Regions from separate parts of the Sus scrofa genome. Here region 2 is linked to region 1. The links are chromatin contacts, called in public promoter capture Hi-C maps. All regions are on one chromosome and are shown on one strand. Each heading gives the region's core, a stretch centred on a gene start, on an enhancer-like site or on the middle of the called end of the contact. The rest is flanking DNA. Distances are from core to core; before and after follow the strand shown. Region 1 holds the start of FNDC3B (fibronectin type III domain-containing protein 3B). Region 2 overlaps FNDC3B (fibronectin type III domain-containing protein 3B).

Region 1 (4,709 bases), core at 1,633-4,132:
ATCTATGATTGCAACACCAAATGGTCACTTCCCCTCCCTAGGCCTCATTTTCCTAAAACTGAAGTTGGGAAGGTCTCAGGTTTTAAATTCTAAGGATGATATCAAATTCTACCCGTTAAATGAAGTGTTAAGCAAAAGGGGCACAAACTCCTACAGAGTAAACTACTACCTAGGCTCCTAGAGCTAGCTTCCGAACAGATCCCAAGCATTCTTCCAGAAACCCCAGAAGACTAGCTCTCCAGTATAGTCCATGGTCTGATGTGAGCTATTTATAAAGTCTGTCTTAAAAGGTTACTGGAATATCTTTCTGAAATTGTATATACTGTAATTAGAAGCTACAACCTCCTATTCCATGATGATATCTTGCAGTTTTAAGATCTCTCTTTTAAAATGAACACTATCTTTACGTAGAATTTTTTTCTCTTAGAAGTATTTAAACCAAAACATTTTAAAAGCATATACGAATTTAAGTACCATTTGTTAGTGACTTCTCATACCAGCTATGCCTCATTCTTGGCCAGCTTGTGGATGACCCTCTAGGGTCTAAACAATGTGAGGATTATAACCTTACAGGTAAGGTCCCCTTGCAGGACCAGGACCAGAAACATGCCCAAAGACTTTACCCTGGCTAACAGCTGCTCCTCGGGAGCCAGGAAATTTACTGAACGCTTATTCCACCAAGGCCGCCTCCAATCAGGGGGAACCAAGAGCCCCTATACAAGGCAGAAAACCACGGGCTGTTCTTGGCTGTGGCTGCGGACATCTTCCCTCGGGCGCTGTCTAGGGCCCCAGAGTCACAGCTCTAACTTGAGAGAGAAGAGCAACTCAGGCAGTAGAAATCAGAACAGTGGTGCCTTTTTTTTTTTTTTTCCCCCCCAGAGCGTGCATTTTTGCCCAAGGCCTGAAGCCTCAAAAAAAAAAAAAGTGTTATTCCAGAGCAGATTCCTTTTCTTCCGGGTCTGTCTGCTCCCTCTCTTTACCCACAACCACTGTGCCTCCCCTTTTCCCAATGCCCCACCTCTCTCCAGTTTAAAAAAAAAAAGAGGGGTGGGGGTGATATATTCCCTCTTCCTTAGCTTTCCCTAGCAGGGCCTGGAAGCTGGAGGAAATTCAAATCAAATTAACTGCACATTAAAAAATAAACAGACAAGCCATCAGGGGGGTGCCCACCCAACAAAAGACTTCGCCCGTTCCAAAATATGATTAAGCCTGTGTGGAAGAGAGGGAGGGAGATTAGAAACTAACAGGGATGGAGAGAGAAACGCGTGGATCTGGGGCCCCAGCGTCGGCCCATCGCAGCCAAATTCCAAATTTTGTTTCAAGAACTTGCTGGACTGAAGAGAACAGAAATTAAAGTTTTTCCTTTCAAGAAAGTCCGCAAACGGTAATGTCTGGATAAACTGCCATTGCTTTCCCTCCGTCAGGAACAGCAGAGTAGGTGGTGAGGTTCGAAAAGCTCCAACCCCAACCGCGCACTCCTGGAAGCCTCCCGCCAACGGCGCCGCCAGGCAGCCCAGCCCCGTCTCCAGGGACACTGGGCCCGGGTGCTCCGGATCCCACCGGGCGCCCAGACCGGACCTTTGGGAAACTTCGCGGGCATAGCCGGAGGCCCCACTTTCGCCCAGAATGACAGGCCCTTCCCACGCCGGCAGGCCCCCGCCGCGCCGAGAGCACCAGACGGTCCGCGCACCCCTCCCGGCCGCCTCGGGGCGCGGATTCCTCCCGCCCGCCCCACCCCCGGCCCGGGCGCCCCTTGGGGTGACCCACTGACCGGAGCTACGCTGGCCCACACACCGGGTCGCCCGCTCCTTCCCGCCGTGCCCCACTCCCCCGCCCGAGCTTCCAGCCTCTAGGCTCGCCGAGTCCAGCCGCGGCCGCCGGTTACCGCCCCCAGCCCGGGGGGAGCCCGGGGGGCAGGACGGGGAGGGAGGACGTGGCGCGCACTGAGGTGGCCAGCGGCTAGGCGGGGAGTGTCCCGGGGAGGCCTGGCCTGGGCGGGGGGCCGGTGCGGGCTCGGGACCCTCCCTGTGTGCATCCAAGGGTCGGAGGTCCTGGCCCGCCCCGCCTGGCGCAGAGAGGCGGCCCCAACTTCTAGCCCCTCTTTGCACGCCCGCCCTCCTCCCTTTACCATATGGAAATCTACAGCCTCAGAAAGTGACACGTCGAAGATTCCTCGGCCTCTCCGCCCGCCCTCCCCCTCCTGGGCAGCGTTCCTGCCGCGGAGATTCCGGGAGGGGGAGCGGATTCCTCGGACAAAATCTGCTGGGAAGGCTGGGGAGGGCGAGGGGGGGAGGGAAAGCCCGGGAGCCACTGCCCAGATATTTTTTCCCCGATCAAGAAGAATCTACCCGTTTCTTTCCTTCCTCCAAGCCTTCACCAGCTGGGGGGACGAGCGGGGACCCGGAGCCCAGTAAGACGCGGCCCCAAAGGGGAGGCCGACCCCCTCCTGGGCCCCGTGTTCCCGGGGTGCCCAGAGGAGCGCGGGGCGCTCAGGCACTCTGGCGCCAAGTTTTCTCGGGAAGTCTGGCGCGCCCGGAGCGCTCCGGGACAGGCAAGCACTTTGGCGGACTCAGCGTCCGGCTGGGGCTTTCCAGCGCGCTGGGACCCCAGCGGCTGAGACGCGGGGTCCGGATCCCCTCCAGTCTCCTGCTCCTGCACGCCTTACCTTCCCTCGGGCTGAAACGCGGGGCTCCGGGCGCGCCACACACCGGGTCTACCACGCCTTCCCAGCCGCCAGCCCCGAGGATCCCTGCCGCCCCTTTGCTGCTCCCGCCGCCGCCGCCGCCACCGCTCTCCTCCGCCTCCGGCCGCAGCCGCCGCTCAAATAACTACCAGGAGGGTTAGATGGGGGATTCCGCCATGTCAATGATGTCGGGACCACATGGGGATTTGAGGCCCGCCCACTGCCGTAATCTGCCGAGTATAACCGCCGTTTTAAGTAAAGATTCGCAGGAACTATGGGATCCTCCTTCCCCACTAGGCCTGCATAACTATCCTAAAACTCTTTTTGGTTCAGCCAGAATAACGTAAAGGCTTAGGGAACGAGCAACTCCTGAAAGGCGAAGACTTCATGTTCTGCAAATGATTGCAACATCAATATAAATGCAGTGTCTGCTAAGTAATAATCAGAGTTGAGACTGACATTTTTTCATGTATTAACTTTTTTAAAAATCCCCACAACCTTGTGAGCTATTTTGTCACCTCCCTTCTCTGTTTCCCATAGAACTTTGTTCATATGGTTTATACAGCGTGAACAGATTATATCAAAGTTCAGTACCCAATATGCGCTCACAAGAGCAGAGACTCTTTATTCATATCTGTATTTCTGTATCAAACATAGAACAACGCGAAGGCCACAACAGCTTTCATTAAGTAATTGCTAAGTTTATATTAAGTCAAATGTCATGTCTCAGAAATTCCTGCCCTGGCTCAGTGGAAACTAATCTGGTTAGCATCTATGAGAAGGCAGGTTCCATCCCTGGCCTCGCTTAGTGGGTTAAGGATCTGGCAACGCGGTGAACATGATGTAAGTTGCCGACATGGCTCAGATCTGGCGTTGCCGTCGCAGAGGCGGGCAGCTACAGCTTCGATTCACCCCTAGCCTGGGAACCTCCATAGGCTGCAGGTGCGGCCCGAAGAAAGAAAAAAGAACAAAAAAAGTCATGTATCCTGTCGTACAGACTCAAAATGGTTATCAGACTGCATCCCATCCCACCTTTCAAATTATCCAGGGAAACAAGTAGAAGTTATCCCAGAGAGGCCACCTTCCTTTTTAGCTTCCCAGGTATTCGAAATAATCACATTTAGCCTCAATTGTTAGCCTACAAAGCAGAAGTAGGTAGTAACCAGGAGGCAACCTATTACTCTCATTGACCTAAAAAATATATAACAACCATTTATCAAATAAAGTTATTGTACAAAGTACTGCATTAAAGCCAGAAGAATATAAAAGAATACTGAGAAATAGCTCCTTTCCCTGTGGAATTTGCAATTCTTTTTTGGAGATGAGGGGGATAATGGCAAATCCAGACAAGTGGGGTCCTCCCTGGCTTATAAATCCTAACCAGCTTCTTTCCCCAAATATTCGCAAAGGGTGTCTTGAAGCCATCTTTCTAGAACATGGTTCCAATCCTAGGTCATAGTTCTGCATTGGAAGAGTTGTGGGGAAGCAGAGGTTCTCCAGCTCCTGCCTCAGTGTCTCACTTGTTCCTGAGCCCTGGCCTCCAATCCAGCTGAATTCATATATTTTAATCACCTCTGCCCCTCTGTCTGAAGCATACTTTTTCCTCTAGCCTCTCTGAAGATCATTTCCTCATCTTTGATCACTCCCTCCCTTCCTGTAGCCTCACAGCTCTTTTCCCCACAATCTCAAAATTCTTTTCAGTTCTCACATTGCTCTAAAGTTAGTATGTATCTCTTCCACTTGACTGGATCTCGTTCATTTTTGTATATCCAGCATCATCCTAGCATTGTGCTTTGAATATAGTGACCCCCTTATAAATGTTGTTGAATAAATTAATTCTAAAGTATGTAGAAGAACCTGAATTACTAGGTAAAAGGAAAAACTTCAGAGGGTAGAAGTTTGAATTCAAGTATAGAGATACATGCTTGGCCAAGGAGGTAAAAGTAGACAAGAGAAATTCAGAAGACAGAATTAGATCTCCCAATTTCTTCCACTAGGCCAAATTAGTTCTATGAAGAATCGATGA
Region 2 (4,230 bases), core at 1,719-4,218, 89 kb before region 1:
CTTATTTATGCCTTCCCTTCTCTTTTCACGGGAGGCCCACTCCCAACCCCTACCCCACTTCTTCAGGGAGAAAGACAGGTAAAGGGCTTGTACACATCCTATTAAAATACCTCTCTTCAAATATTTAGTTCCTGTAATTTTCCCTGCTGCTGTGTTGCTATGGCAACCAGATTATAATCTACCAAGTTACCTCAGAAACCAGGCAAATCTCCTGTGTCCCAATATCAATTTTTCTTAGTAAGAGCAAAAGCCATTATTTAAGCAAACTGTATTCATCCTGGCATTGAGATATTTTTAAAGAAAGCATTTTATTATGCAGAGACAGACGGACCACCTTGCTGTTTTCATTGTCAATAAAGGAGAGATAAAAATAAAGTTTTGACAGCCCAGTGATCTGTCCCTGACCAGAGATATGAATGAGATGGCGGCAGTAGGCCTTGCATCACGCAGCCTTGAGGAGCATGAGTCACACTCTGGCAGGCTCCTTGGCACGTAACCTTTCATATACAAGTCTATCAGTCCGTCTGTCTCTCTCTTTCTCTGAATAGCACTCTCTTTCAATCTTTCTCTCTCTCCACCCCCTCTTTCACCCTTCTCTTCTTCCTTCCCTCCTTCTTTCTCTTTTTAGCCACAAAGCAGACATAACAGTTACACGTTCTCTTAAATACAGAATATAAAACATAATATCACTGTCCAAACCTCATCATTTTTTGTATACTCAGTAAGCATTTCCTGCTTTTCCAAAGTCAGCATTAAAACAAGTCATGCTGTATTCTGTGTCTTGTCAGGAGGGCAAAAAAAAGAACAAAGATTTTAACCTCTGATATATTTTTCCCCCAGAGATGTTAAAACCAAACTATGTTAATCAAATCATAAGAGCATACTTCAGACTACTATTGCTTCATCAGCTCTGTTTCAAATCTGTTAGTGCTATACAAACCAAGCAGCCTGAAATAAGCAAAAGAAATTTATTAAGACTTAATGAAAAATAAGTGACCATTCTTCCAAAGTCCACAGAAATAATAAAACGAGGTAGAATTAACCTAATTAAGCAAAAGGCTAAACACTGTATCCTGGGAAAGCTTTACCCAACAAAACAACTGAAACAGGTATAACACATCTTTCCTTAGAGGTATAAATCTAAATATAACTCTTTTTAACTCATTAATGATTAACCACAAGATCAACAGTACCTAAGACTTCTCCTGGAGGCAAATTCCTAATTTTTACCTCAAACGAAATACTACCAGCCATCTGAGTAAACAATTACTGCCACATATATGTGTCCATCACAAAAGCTTCTGCTGGGAAAGCAGTACTGAGGAACCAAAGATGAAATGTTAACATCTGCATCATTCTGCAAAGTTAAATCCCATACCCAGGCAATCAAGACATAAACTGTGCTAGGAGAGGAGATCCCATTTCACTTCCAGAGCTTTTCCCACTTGCCATGTTCTGTGAAGCTGTCTTAGCTGTTTCATGTATGAATGAACATTCTCATTTAGAGCCAGCATTTATGATTATCCAACAGATATCTTTGGGGGGAAAAATTATACAACCTAAAAGCTGCAGAAGAGTTTCATGTAAGGGCAGGACATACAAGACAAGGGAGCCCCCACTGGTACTTACTTACACACTGTGTCAAGGCACAAGAACATCCAGATTTTAGAGATGGGGAAACTCAGGCTTAAAGAGGATAAGTAACTTGTACAAAGTCACAAAATACAAAATGACTGAGCCAGCACTGGAATCCAGCTCTGTCTGACCAAACTACATGCTTTTCTCTTCTACCACACATCTTCCCCCCTCCACAATAGATGTGGGTTTCACAGAGTCAGTTCTCTATGGAGACACTTCAGTAAATGACTATAAGGAGAGAATACATTCAACTGGGTCAAAGGCATATCCCCAAAGACTGAGGACAAGTTCTCTTCTAAAAAATCTATGCTGACTTCCTAAGACAGAGCCCCTTTCTCCCAGGATGGCATTTAGGTAATAGGAGAATCCATCCCTTAACTAACAACAAGACAGTTGTTTTTGTATTGGGCAGCATTTATTCTCATAAAGTCCTTGTCGAGTCCTTGAATTCCCCTAGAAACCAGTAAGCTAATCACTTGCTTATCATAATCACTAGATGCCACTTCTCGTGGCCCAATAATAGGCATAGGAAAAATAAAAGACTCCAGAGAATACTGGGTCGTACGCCTCTATGCTATCAAAAGCCACCTGTCATTGACAAAAAAAGACAGGAATGGATTAATACGTAACTAAGGAAAAAGCAATTAGATGAACCAAAGAGACTATTTTTATGCACTGAAATCAACCAGTGCCTGCTGAAAATATACCCTTGACCTTGAGCCCTCTTCACAGCTGAAAATCTACATGTAATTTTACAGTCCACTCTCCACATCCTCCGATTCAACCAACTTCAGAAGGTATAGTACCATGGTACGTATTAGAAAAAAAAAAAAATCTGCATGTGCATGGACCCATGCAGTTCAAACCTGTGCTCTTCAAGGGTAAACTGTACATTCAAATGAGGTCAATAATTGTATTTCATGATATAAGTGTCTTTAGAAGAATTACCTCTGGGTGGCCAGGATATTCATGGTGGCTGTTTTCTAGCTCTCTGTACCTCCCCAGCTTCACCTACACCCTACTCACAGGACTGACCTTTCTACACACTTGCCCCAGGCCCCAGCAAGTGCCTGTTCTTATCAAAGGGACGGTGAGGAGCCAGCCTGACCTCAATTCCCCCTCCGATTGCCAATCTGCACCACCTGCCATGCACATGAAGATTGCAGCCCAGTCCTGCTTCAGACTTAAAAGATCCCCCTATCCATTAACCCACTGATGTCTGTCTCTGACTCTGGGCTATTTCTTCAGTCTTGAAGAGGCAAGCACAGGGCTTACAGACCTGCAGGGTGCAGCCCAACAACTACTACACTCAGTCTTCATTCAGAAAATGTTAATGAGTGTCTAGAATGGGCCAGGCATTCCTCCGGCTACAAAACAGAACCTTAGACAACACAAAGTTCTGCCTACCACATGCTGACAAAGGGAGCTTTGCAGGGGATAGGGGTGGCAAATCCTTTAAACAAAAATAAAACATCTACAGATAGTGGTAAGGGCTATAAAGAAAATATAATGGCAGCTTCTAAGATGTTATACATTTCTACTCCCTCTATTGTATTTTTCCCTGAATAAAGAGACTCTATTACAAAAGGACCTATTTGCTAAGAATAAAAATACAGCATTAACTTAAATGGAAAAAATGCAAAATGTAATAGAGATGGCCCAAACTGGGTTAAAAGCTTTTTTTTTTAAGAGAGCCACAAATGCTTATCTCTAAAGTTTCAACTACAGGACTTTCAAGATAAAAAAACCAACAACATAAAAAACCAAAATTTCATATAAATGTGGTTTCTCCATGGCTAAGAATAGCTGCTACCAAATATCCTTGTGCATTTGGAGTAGGATTATCTTTATTTAAATCAATATTTTTTCATTGTATTAAATACATTTTCCACAGAGCTGTTGAGGATCAAAAAGGTAATTTTTCCTCCTCTAGCTGAAAATGATGTTCACTGAGAACAAAGTCTGGTTTCTGCCATCACTGTTTCAGGGTCAATCTTTGTTAAAAATGTCCGCCACATGAGGTAAAACCCCTCTCTACCCCTCAATTCTGTCCATGCTCCCCATGTCCCCAAGCTGGGCTTTGGCCACACTAATGGGGAGTCAGCAACTCAGGCCACTTTTCAGCTAATAAGCCCTACCTGGAACGAGCTTTGCACACTGCATCTTGCATGTCTCCCTTCATTTAGATTCAGCTACCTCATGTCTGGTTTTGATTGACTGAGACAGAGCAACATGATCCATGCTGATGTGCTAATTAATGTCACACATTTCTGGCAAGCTGTGCACTGAACCTCAACATATAACTCAAGACCAGTGAAGAGACATATTGAACTGCCTATATTCCCAATACTCTACTATTTTTAACACCCATTTGAATGTTGGTCATGTCATTCACTTAATGCTATTCTTCCCTCTAAGACATAATCAAGAAATAACATGCCCATGAAGAACGTTATCATCCCTATAAGTAACAGGAAATCAGTTCCCAATATTTTGTCATTAAACATTCTAGAGTTAACTTTTCTATTACTATACTCTTAACTGATTAAAATTAAACTACTAGTGCCTTACATTTTGTTTCAACCAATATAA

The links. Promoter capture Hi-C pulls out the DNA fragments that hold promoters and counts their contacts.
Region 2: a promoter capture Hi-C map of liver shows a contact between it and region 1, with 2.6 times the contacts expected there. The contact joins the enhancer-like site here to the promoter of FNDC3B in region 1. A contact is called at or near these places in 2 of 5 promoter capture datasets (liver and skeletal muscle), 8 of 47 Hi-C or Micro-C datasets (embryonic fibroblasts, fetal heart ventricle, heart right ventricle and 3 more) and 2 of 2 datasets of contacts at active chromatin or transcription factors (alveolar macrophages and skeletal muscle).

Annotation. Positions count from the first base shown.
Region 1 is chr13:110,585,637-110,590,345 of Sscrofa11.1, reverse strand. It overlaps FNDC3B (fibronectin type III domain-containing protein 3B), which reads right to left and starts at 2,882. Exons shown (of 26, transcript XM_021069801.1): 1 at 2,666-2,882.
Region 2 is chr13:110,674,984-110,679,213 of Sscrofa11.1, reverse strand. All of the region lies in intron 2 of FNDC3B (fibronectin type III domain-containing protein 3B), which reads right to left. Among named protein-coding and RNA genes, the nearest start is that of FNDC3B, 90 kb to the right of the region's middle. Within about 2 kb of position 2,968, at least 16 of the 83 cell types and tissues checked have an H3K27ac peak or open chromatin away from gene starts, as enhancers often do. A contact at or near this core is called in liver, where this site is marked.